Regions from separate parts of the Mus musculus genome. Here regions 1 and 2 are each linked to region 3. A link is a contact called in public HiChIP or PLAC-seq and promoter capture Hi-C data. All regions are on one chromosome and are shown on one strand. Each heading gives the region's core, a stretch centred on a gene start, on an enhancer-like site or on the middle of the called end of the contact. The rest is flanking DNA. Distances are from core to core; before and after follow the strand shown.

Region 1 (3,828 bases), core at 553-3,052, 2.2 Mb after region 3:
ATCCCACCGTCTTTTGCTTTCACTGTGCATACATGGTTTTTGAAGTTAATTTGTGCTTTTCAGTAGTTTGGTGGAATTTACTGTTTCTTCCTCCTCTCCCATTTGGTTGTTTTGAGAAAGGGTCCTGTTTTGTAGTCTAGATCCATTGGGACTTCAGATTCTCCTACCTCAGTCTGCCAAGTGCCAGTATTACAAGGTAGGTACCACCATATCTAGCTGAAGCACGTGACTTAAAAAATTTAAACTTATTGTATATATATTATATGCATATGTAATGTTATATATGTGTGTATGTATTGTATATATACCCATATACACACATGTATACACACATACATGAGTGGGTGCATGTATTCCAACTATAGCATGGATGCAGAGGTCAGAAGAAAACTTTTTGGCTATCTTCCTTCTATCATATAGGTTCCAGGGATAGAACTCAGATCGTCAGGTTTCTCAGCAAGATACTTTATCTGATGAGCCATCTAGATTGCTCAAGCATGCTGCTTTTATTAACTTTCTGTCTTGAATTTTTTTTTGTGTGTGGGGGGTTCGAGACAGGGTTTCTCTGTGCAGTTCTGGCTGTCCTGGAACTCACTCTGTAGACCAGGCTGGCCTCGAACTCAGAAATCCGCCTGCCTCTGCCTTCCCAGTGCTGGGATTAAAGGCGTGCGCCACCACCGCCCGGCTTGTCTTGAATTTTTATGTCTGTGGATATTCAATGTCAGCCGAGGCCTGAAGAGGGCGAGCATTAGCTCCCCTGAGACTGGAGTGAAAGCGGGTTGTGAGCTGCTGGAAATTGACCACAGCTCCACAGCAGCCAGCGTTCTTTGGCGGTTGAGCCAACTCTCCAGTTTAGGTTTTATTGTTTTGTTTTGGTTACAGTGTTTCACTGTGTAACCTTGGCTGTCCGGAATTAAATAAATGTGATGGTTTTGTGCATAACTCCTGGCTCGCCTGTCCACCTTCAGTTCTTCTTCTTCTTCTTCCTCTTCTTCTTTTTTTTTTTAAGATTTATTTATTTATTTATTATATGTAAGTACACAGTAGCTGTCCTCAGATACTCCAGAAGAGGGCATCAGATTTCGTCATGGATGGTTGTGAGTCACCATGTGGATGCTGGGATTTGAACTCAGGACCTTCGGAAGAGCAGTAGGCGCTTTTAACCACTGAGCCATCTCACCAGCTCCCGCCTTCAGTCTTAAATCCGTATTAAAGTGTCTTTCATTGTAAGCATGGTGGCACACGCCTTTAATTTCAGTACCAGGGAGGCAGAGGCAGACATGGGCTTATCTTTGTGAGTCTGAGATTTAGCCAGGCTACAAAGTAAGGCCTTATCACACAAACAAACAAACAAACAAACCAGATCATTAATAACACAATACTGTGCCGCGCTAAACTAACAAGTTTTGAGATTGTTTTGAGCATCGCCAGGAATTCGGATTTAACCTGAGTCTAGGTCCCTAAAAATCTAGGGGAACTCCTCAGAATGCCGAGGGTGGCGGTGTGAAGCCGAATCTCTGTCCCGTCACCTCTGACACCTCCGAGGGAAGTTTAGAGGACGGACGAGCCAACAGTTCACCCGATTCAGCTCTGGGTTAGGAGAAGCCGATTACTTTTCGACCTTCTCAAGATGGCGGCCGTACAGTCCGCGTAAACCACTTTGGCCACTCCGGAGATGGCGGCTCCAAGAGGCCGCCCTCAGAGCAGGCCCCTAAAGTCTCGCGTTAGGTGAGACTGACGCGCCAGTTCTCGCGAGAGAGCGCTCAGGCCAGCTAGGCGTTGTGTGATCCGCAGCTGGCGCGGAAGCTTCAGGTGGCAAGCGATCGGTGAGCGGGCGTGGGACGGCAGGCAGGGGCCGGAGCGGGGGTCGGGGCTGGCGGAGGTTCAGGACGTGTGCCGGCCGCAGCCAGGGCCGGGTGTGCTAGCTGCCATAGCCCGAACAACGCGGGTTCGCGACCGCCTGAACCAGGCTGCCGGAAGTGCGCCTGGGGATTTTCTCCCCCGGTTTACCTTGCGGGGAAACTGAGGCTTGGGGGTGGCGCTTTTGGTTCCGCGACGCCCTGAGGCCGCGGTCTTCCTCTGCAGCTGCGGAAGATGTCGGACAGCGAAGACAGCAACTTCTCCGAGGAGGAGGACAGCGAGCGCAGCAGCGAGGCGGAGGAGGCCGAGGTCGGTGCCTGGGATTCTTAGGGGAGACGTTGCGCCTGGGGACAGGGACAGGGGCAGGGCAGAGAGGGCCCTGGGGGAGCCGGGGACTCGGAACGGCTGGGGGGGAGGGTGGTTCCAGATTGTCGGGAGAGATGGACGAGTGTGCAAGTCAGCGTGGAGCGCAGGGGCAGCGTCCAGAAGGTGGGGGTGCGCCAGGTCCACGGTTGGCTTTCATCTGATTTGTTTCTTTCGGTTTACTTTTTATCACTTGCGATGCTAGGATTGAGTTCAGGGCCCTGCTAGGTGGACAGCCCCAGCTCTTAGGATTCTTTCGTGTTTGTGTTTTTAGGTATCCCCAGTTGTTCCAGAAGTGTGTATGTATTGCCTACTGTGTGCCAGCCTGTACAAGTCTTTGTCCTTGGGCTCCTGCTAACAGATTTTAAAATGTAAATCGACAACTGATGGGTGAATGTGAATTTGCTACTGTGAATAAATATAGCCAGTAAATATGAGAGACTCCCAGGTTCAGCATCCTAGTGTGAAAATCCAGATGATTTTGTAACTTTTCTAGTCTTCTGTCGATGCTACGAATGGAAAATTCCACATATGACAGGTCAAAGTCAACACTAGTGCACTAAAAATACTGTGTTAAATGACTGTGCACAGTATATATGAAAGATATATGAATTTCATGTATTGTCCCGTTCCAAGGTACCTTATTGTGTATGTGCAAATAATCCAAAAATCCTCCAAGATCTGAAATATGTATACTTTGGATTTTATTTGTTTTGTTTTGTTTTCTTTTCTTTTTTTCTTTTTTGGTTTTTCGAGACAGGGTTTCTCTGTGTAGCCCTGGCTGTCCTGGAACTCACTCTGTAGATCAGGCTGGCCTTGAACTCAGATCTGCTTGCCTCTGCCTCCTGAGAGCTGCCTTTGTTTTTCCTTTACCTCCCAAGTGATGAGATTCCTGAGATGACAGCACGGACAGCCTAAAATAGGAAATCTCATCACATCTTGTCTCAAGCTGTGAATTAAGGATACGTGGCCTGAGATAACTCTTTCTAGTACTCTGGTGAAAAATCCAAGCACAAAAAGGGAGTAGAGGGTCCTAGCTGCACTTTGAAGCCATCAGAATAAGTCAGAGTGACATTTGAATGGGAACTTACCGGAAGAGAGGGGGTAAATCATGTGGTTGTCTGTCTTTCTTTCTTTCTTTCTTTCTTTCTTTCTTTCCTTCTTTTTCTTTCTCTTTTTGAGATAGGATCTCACTATGTGTAACCTTAGTTGGCCTAAAACTAGCTATGTAGACCAGGCTGGCAAACGCATAAAGATCTACCTGCCTTTGCCTGCCAAATGCTGGGACTAAAGATGTGTCCCACCATGCCTGACCCTTCCCCCTTCTTTTAATTATGGGGATAGAACTCAGGGCTCTGTACACATTAAGTATGAACTCTGCCACTGAGCTATGCTTTATTTAATTGAGCATTTAGAGAGAGTCTAGTCTCTCTCTCTCTCTCTCTCTCTCTGTGTAGTTTTTGGGCTAGAGTTTCACAAATGCTAGGCAGGTACTCTGTCACCAAGCTGTGTTACGAAGCTGTAAATTAACTTTAATTTTCTTTCTTTTCTTTTTTTTTGTTTTTGTTTTTTGTTTTTTTGTTTTTTGTTTTTTTTTTGAGACAC
Region 2 (3,545 bases), core at 916-3,415, 2.1 Mb after region 3:
TTCAGTCTTCCCAACTCTTCCTATGATCTCTCCCTGACCCCTGATGAATCTTCTCCTAAGCCTCCATACAATTTTAGTTCTTCTATTTTAAAAACAAAGAACTCCCTCTCTAGCTTGTGTGGTGGTACAGATCTCTAACCCCAGCACTCAGGAGTCTGAGGCAGGAGTCTTGGCCAGCCATGAATATCTAAAAAGACATTGTCTCCAAAGACCAAAAAAAAAAAAAAAAAAAAAAAGGTGGAGTGGGCTGGGAAGATAGCTCAGTGGTTAAGAGCACTGACTGCTGCTCTTCCAGAGGTCCTGAGTTCAATTCCCAGCAACCACATGGTGGCTCACAACCATCTGCAATGGAATCTGATACCCTCTTCTGGTCTGTCTAAAGACACCTACAGTGTGCTCATAATTAATAAATCTTAAAAAAAAAAAAGACTTAAAATATCTGTGTTTCTCTGCGCAGCCCTGGCTGTCCTGGAACTCGCTCTGTAGACAAAACTAGCCTTGAACTCAGAGAGCCACCTGCCTCTGCCTCCCGAGTTCAGGGTCTCAATATGTAGACCAGGCTAGCTTCAAGCCTACAGAAATGCTCTGCTGGGATAGGACGCGCCGCTAAGCCCAGTTCCCGTCAACTCTTTCCTGTGCCATCTTCACAATGTTGGTCTAGTACTCATTTCTTTTCTCAACTCATGTGCCCTCATTTCTCAGAATTCCGTCTGAGCCTTGTCTCCATTCACCCCTCATACCCTCCTTGGGATTGGTCACAAACTCCCACAACCTCAATTACCATCTCTAATGATCCTTAAATCCTGGTCTCCAGCCTCAATTTGTGCCCGAGGTGGGGCAATGGTCTTGACCTCAGTGTTGGCTGTCCCACATTGAGCTTCTCCTCTGGGACCCAATCTCCCAGAGGGCTTTGTCCTGGACTTTTCTCTTCCGCCCTGTGGCCAGCCAGTGGCAAAAGGCTAGTTCAATGGGCCACCTGAGTGTCCCGCCTACTTCGCACCTCCTCCCTCCCCAAGGTCCCTTCCAGATGCAACCCCGCCCCAACTCCCCAGGTAGCTCCCTGGGTTCTCTCTTCTGTGTCTCATTCCTTCTCACCCCACTTCCCTATGTAAGCTAGAGGCGTCCCTTCCAAACTCCCAAGTCCCCAAGACCTTACTGGCCCCGTCACTCTAGTCGCTGTGCCTTTAGCACAAGTGCATACTCCCTCCAGTGGCCAAACATCTAGCCGCAGCTCATTTCCTACCACTCCCTGTCGTAAATTCGACACTCCACCCTGACTGTATTTCTTGGAGTTCTCGGAACAAGCCACGTTGCTGTCACCCTTCTGGAGAGCCGGCCCCTTTCCAGTCAGTTCACCCCAGCGCAGGACAGTTTGTGGATGGACTAAGATCACGACAAGAGTGATGGAAGCAATCTCCATTTATTGACAGCCTCTTATGTGTGGGGTCTTATCTCTTTCCACCCTTAAAGGGTCGACCTCGCTCATCTTGAGGTGTCACTTGAGGCGCGGCCGATCGATACCAGGAGCCAGGAGGCAGCATTGTCATCCCAAAGGGCGATGGTACTACCGGACACAAACCCTGGGCGGGGTGTGACCGAGGGGCGGAGAGGAGGGGGTCCTTGAACGCCAGAATGAGGAATTGTGACTGGGTTCGCCGCTACTGAGTTAGACCGGCGCGAGACTGCCCCCTGCGGGTCCGTAGGTCCAATCGCGGGCTTCGCCAGACCGTTGCCCGGGGCAACGCGGCGCGCGCCCCTCCTCTTCCCGGCCCTCTGCTCTCCGCCCGGGGCCTGTCCGTCTGTCCGTCACCTTCTCGTCAGACCAATCGTAGTGAGGAGGGGGCGGGCCTCTCAGGCCTCCTTCCAGCCCTGTCGCTCCCCTCCAGGCCAAGACCCCGCCTTTCTTGCCGCACACCTCCCACCCTTCGGTCTGCCCTCGCCGCCAGTTGGCTGGGCTCACCGTCTGTCAATAGGGTGTGAGCTAATGCTGGCGCACAGTGGCCCTCCGGGGCGGGGCCAGGGGCGGTGACGCACGGCGCGGTGACGCAGCGCGACGGCGGCGGCGGCGGCGGCGGCGGTGGTCGGTGCGGGAGGAGGGAGGGGAGCTCTCGGGCCAGAGAGGGGGCGACGGCGGCGGCGGCGGCGGCGGCAGCGGCGCGGGTGGCGGCGGCTGCCCGAGGAGGTGCGGGTGGCGGCGGCGGCGGCGGAGGCCGAGGCGGTGAGTCTCGGGCAAGGCCGGGCCGGCGGGCGCGGGGCGGCGGCGGTCGAGGCGCGCGGCGCTCCCCTCAGGGCGACCCAGGCCGCGCGGCCGGCCCCGCCCCCTCAGGGACCCCGCGCCGCGGGCTGCGGCGGGCGGCTGACTCGGGCCTCGGGAGGCCGGAGGATCCTGGAGGACCCCTTAGGGTTCCGCACTCAGCCCGTTTCTCCCTACCCGGGCCCCTTCCTCAGTTTCCCTCCCAAACCGTCACGCCCTGGGGCTAGCCGAGGGGCCGGGCCCGGGGACTTCTGTCCTGACTCGGCACACATCTGCCTGGTCCTCCCGCACGACTCCAGCGGCCTCCCCGGAGACCACCCTCAGCTTTCAACTGCCTCCTCTGGGGACGCTCCCTGTGGATCCCCGCCCTTTGGTCCTTGGTTCTCTCCTCACATCTTCCTCCTGAATCGCAACACATTCCTTGGTGGCTACTCGTCATCTGTCTTCACAGCACAGATATTCCAGGCATCTCCCCCAGGAAGAACCTTAAAGCCCCTAAACCGCCCCCAGATACTCTCTGCATCTAACCCCCCCCCCATCTGCATCACATATTCAAGTCATCTCTCCTTCAGACTTCTTCAAATACCCCCAAGAATTTACCCTTCTACCTCTCCCCATTCCAAAAGTCTTAGAGATTTTCACTCTTATCCCCAAATTCTTCAGGATGTCCCTGGTGAACACTACATCATCCTTAAAGAGCTTGCATATCCCAGAACAGTCGTCCTCAGATACTCAGGAAGTGCTCTTAGATGCCAAAACTCACCTAGAGGACCCTCTCCTCTCCTCTCTTTGCTTCCACCTCCTATATACGCCCTGTCCTCTTCTCATATTTCTTAGACCCTTCTATAGATTTCCAAACTCATGTTACACAAATATTCCCCAGCTTGGAATGCTCTAGAGGTAATCTCATGTACCCCAGCCCTTTTCTCCTCAGCCTCTACACCTTCTAATCTTGAAAATCTCCAGAGTTCCTCTCATATTCCCAAAACCTCTTCCAAAGCCTGTCTTCTGTATCCCAAATCCTTTCCAGTAACACACACCACATGTTTTAAGAATAGTGTACGGACTCCAAAAAAGTTTCCTCATAGCCTCTATTCTTCTCAAACTTTTCTTGGATAACCTGAAAATTTGAAACTCCCTTTCTAGCCTTTGGTAAACTTTCTGACACTCTTCCTTACAATACTGAAACACCCCTCTAAGCTACAGCTTTCAGGACCCCCATGCATCACAGAACTTAGTAACCCTGAGATGGCCTTTAGTTCTTTCTTTTTCTCAGACTTTCTTATTAAAA
Region 3 (3,565 bases), core at 576-3,075:
TTGTGGATTTAAAAACACAACTTTCTGAACTGGAGCAGTAGTTTACTGGCAGTGCACTCTGTTAACATTCCTAGCCTGACAAACCAAGCAAGAAAATCACTTTCTTGTTCTAGGCTTTGGTAGTCTCTGCCAAGGAAGAATTCACATTTCTCCCTCTAAGGGAGGTGTCTTATCCAGGAGCTTCCTTAGGACAGCTTCCTTGACTTTCCTATTCTTTATTCTTGTTGTTGTTGTTTTGTTTGTTTTTTTTTTTTTTTTTTTGGTTTTTCGAGACAGGGTTTCTCTGTGTAGCCCTCGCCATCCTGGAACTCACTCTGTAGACCAGGCTGGCCTCGAACTCAGAAATCCACCTGCCTCTGCCTCCCGAGTGCTGGGATTAAAGGCGTGCGCCGCCACCACCCAGCCTATTCTTTATTCTTGATTTAGTTTTGTGTGTGTGTGTGTGTGTACTTTTATGTAGTGCCCATGGGAACCAGAAGAGGACATCAGCATCCTCTAGAACTGCAATTATACATGGTTGTTAGACACCATGTGAATCCCCTTAACTACTGCGCTCAACAAGTGAGCAAGCCCTTTCTCTGGCATCTTGATCTTCTCATTTAAAATTTCATGGCCAGTCAGTGGTGGTGCACGTCTTTTATCCCAGCACTTGGGAGGCAGAGGCAGGCAGATTTCTGAGTTCGAGGCCAGCCTGGTCTACAAAGTGAGTTCCAGGACAGCCAGGGCTACACAGAGAAACCCTGTCTCAAAAATAAATAAATAAATATTTCATGATTTTGGTGGCTTATGTCTGAAACCACAGCACTTGGGAAGCAGAGGCATGGTGGATTTCTGTGACTTCCAGGCCAGCTGGGGTTTGTAGTGATACCCTGTGTCAACATAATTTCAGCAAAGAGTCTAGTGAGATAACTCAATGGTAGGGACACTTGCTGCCAGTCATGACCTGCGTTTGATCCTCAAATCCTGTAAGTGATCTGACTGCTACAGGTGTGCCCCACCCCCCAATAAGTTAAGAAAAGCATATACCCAACAGGTTGTTGTGTTAATCACACACTGGGGAGGCTGAGGCAGGAGGCCTTCCGGGAGTTCAGAGACAGCTTGGGTCACATACATAATGAGCTTCAGGCTAGACTGAGCCAGAGTGAGGCAATAAATAAATAATGATAAAGTCTCAGTCCCCACTTTGATGTTCCCTATTGAGTATTTTTACATATTTGTGTGTTCCCATTACATTTCACTTAGAATTTTTGGCTTGTTTATTGACTATCGTCTATCCTCTACACGATAAGACACATTCTCAGCAAGGATTTTTGCCTGTTTTGCTCGTTAAAGCGTCCTCACTATGTGGATGAGTACCCAGCGCTTTTAGTATTTAAATGAAAGAGAGTTAGCTGAGAAATACACCTAGCGAGCTCTCTGTCAGAAAGGATCCAGTCCGTCTCCAGAATGATCTTCCTGTGAAGGATGTCAGTGACTATGATAGTTACTTAGGAGCTGGAAATAGGTTTAGTGGCAATACTAAAATATAACACTACAAATCCCGAAAAGCCTTGGGATGTCTGAGTCTTTGCTTCCCATAGTGCTCCTTGCGGCGCAGGCGCATTACCTCCGTCTTGAGCCTCGGAAGTTTGAATCACAACCCCCACCTCCGCCCCCCAGGTGCCTGGCTTGTCGTTGGTTTGTTTCCGGATACAGGGCCTCGGGAAGGTGGAGCCTAAGGCTGGGAGCCAATAGTACAGGCTGTCAATTGGCCAGCAAATGAAATTGACGTTTTCATCAACTAGTGGGAAAAAGCAGTTGCCAAAGGGTCCCGCCTACAGAAGGGGAAGAAGGGAAGTGGCCGCCAAGGCAGTCGCGGCTGGACAGTGCTCAGGCCCGAGGACCAGTGGTGCCCAGACTTACCTTTGACCTTTCCCTGCCCGCCTTCCGCCTAGCTTTTGAACCACACCTCCTCCAAGTTTTTCTGATCCAGCGCATTAGACCTGCACCCAAATCATGTTCCCGGTAAAGGTGAAAGTGGAGAAATCAGGTGAGGACTGGGGATCCAGGAGAGATATGTTAATAGTGAAAAAGCGGAGTACGCGACATCTCTCTGCAGCCCATATGACAGGATCCTCTAAAAAGGGTCCTTTTCTTTTTCTACCTCACTTTCCCCATTTCTGACAGTGGGCATGAGTCATCAATTGTGGAGTGTCCCTGAATCAATCCTCACTGGCTGTGCATTCCAATAACGCTAGGGTGTAGGGTGATAAATAGACAAGGTGGGAGGAGTGGCAGGGTGTAGGAAGGAAGCGGGCAGCAGAGCAGCTAGGGCGACTGCAGCCGTGAGGAAACGGAGGCAGAGAGATGGGAGGGGAGGAGGACAGATCTGTGGGTTCTGGGAAGGGACTTTCGACTTTTCCTTTGAGGGAAGTGGGTAGTCTAGGGAGGTTTTTGAAGAAGGAGTGAGTTGGTAAAGGTACACCCCAAAGTGCAAAAAAACAAACAAACAACAACAACAAAGCTTGAGTGGACATCCTCAGAGATGCAGTGAGTGGAGAGAGGGCTGTTCGTGTTGGCAGCTGCCTTTATTCCCAGGGCATGGAGAACAGAGACAAACGGATCTCTGAAGTCAAGGCCAGTTTGACCTACTTAGCAAACAACATGCCAACCCAAGGCTATATAGTGAAGAACTGGGGGTGGGAGGAGAGAAATATATATAGTGGAGGGAGCCTCACTACAACTATGCAGGTAGGACAAGGGTGGGTTTGGAAACGCCAGACTGAGTACAGACCCCATTTTCTGGAGTCAGGATTGAAGACTCCTTGAGGGTTCTGTGCTGGAGAAGATCAAAGCCACGTTGTGTTGTCTGTCTGTCTTTGTATTTTTTCTTTCTTTTGCTTATTGTTTGAGAGAGGATCTTTCATTGCTGAGGCTGACCTTGAAACTCTTGATCCTCCTACCTCAGCCTCCAGAGTGCTGGGATAGCAGACATATGCTATTATGCCCAGTAGGCTTGGCTTTCTTTTAGGAAGGTTCTTTTGTCTGCATTATAAAAGGAGGTGGATCAGAAAAGATGACAGAGGCTAGGCGCTGGGTGGGAGGAAAAGGCGAGGTAGGGAGGGGATATATTGACAGACTCCCACAAGCCAAGTGAGCTGAGACTGGGGCTGGGAAAGGAGTGCCCACAGCGAGTCAGGAGCCTGTGGGCCAGCTAGTCACGCCTCATGGGAGAATCCAGGGAGTGGAGTGGGTTTCGAGGAGACCTCAGTGGGAATACCCTAAGGGCTGTCCATGGAAGGTGTCCAGATCCTAGATTCCTGAGTAGGTGTTGGAGAGAAAGAGCAGTGGTAGCAGCTGTGCCCTTGGCCCCGCCTAAGGCTCTGTCACCCTGGTTCTGTCTTTAGTTGGTCTCTCCACTGAGTGGCACTAAAGCTGCTTTCCAAGTAACTGGACCAGACAGGACGTAGGATCGCCTCCCACGGCGAATGTGGGAGGCGCACACAGAGCTGATTCCTACCTTCTACCCTCAGAGATGGAGATGGCCAAAGCCCGGAACCAGCTGGATGCCGTTCTTCAGTGTCTG

The links. HiChIP or PLAC-seq counts read pairs in DNA pulled down with a chosen protein or histone mark. Capture Hi-C pulls out chosen DNA fragments and counts their contacts.
Region 1: a contact with region 3 is called in an H3K4me3 HiChIP or PLAC-seq map of embryonic forebrain, with 4 times the contacts expected there. The contact joins the promoter of Supt5 here to the promoter of Lin37 in region 3. A contact is called at or near these places in 4 of 39 promoter capture datasets (cranial neural crest, hippocampal neurons, liver and 1 more), 2 of 115 datasets of contacts at active chromatin or transcription factors (astrocytes and embryonic forebrain) and 2 of 9 other capture datasets (liver and pancreatic islet).
Region 2: a contact with region 3 is called in a promoter capture Hi-C map of liver, with 2.6 times the contacts expected there. The contact joins the promoter of Samd4b here to the promoter of Lin37 in region 3. A contact is called at or near these places in 2 of 39 promoter capture datasets (cranial neural crest and liver) and 2 of 9 other capture datasets (adipose tissue and liver).

What each region holds. Positions count from the first base shown.
Region 1 is chr7:28,336,693-28,340,520 of GRCm38.p6, reverse strand. Supt5 (suppressor of Ty 5, DSIF elongation factor subunit) reads left to right here and starts at 1,802. Exons shown (of 30, transcript NM_013676.1): 1 at 1,802-1,826; 2 at 2,086-2,169. The coding sequence starts at 2,095.
Region 2 is chr7:28,434,811-28,438,355 of GRCm38.p6, reverse strand. Samd4b (sterile alpha motif domain containing 4B) reads left to right here and starts at 2,165. Exons shown (of 13, transcript NM_175021.3): 1 at 2,165-2,218. It also overlaps a transcript of Gmfg not described here.
Region 3 is chr7:30,557,906-30,561,470 of GRCm38.p6, reverse strand. It overlaps Lin37 (lin-37 homolog (C. elegans)), which reads left to right and starts at 1,825. Exons shown (of 9, transcript NM_029377.2): 1 at 1,825-2,029; 2 at 3,513-3,565. The coding sequence starts at 1,996.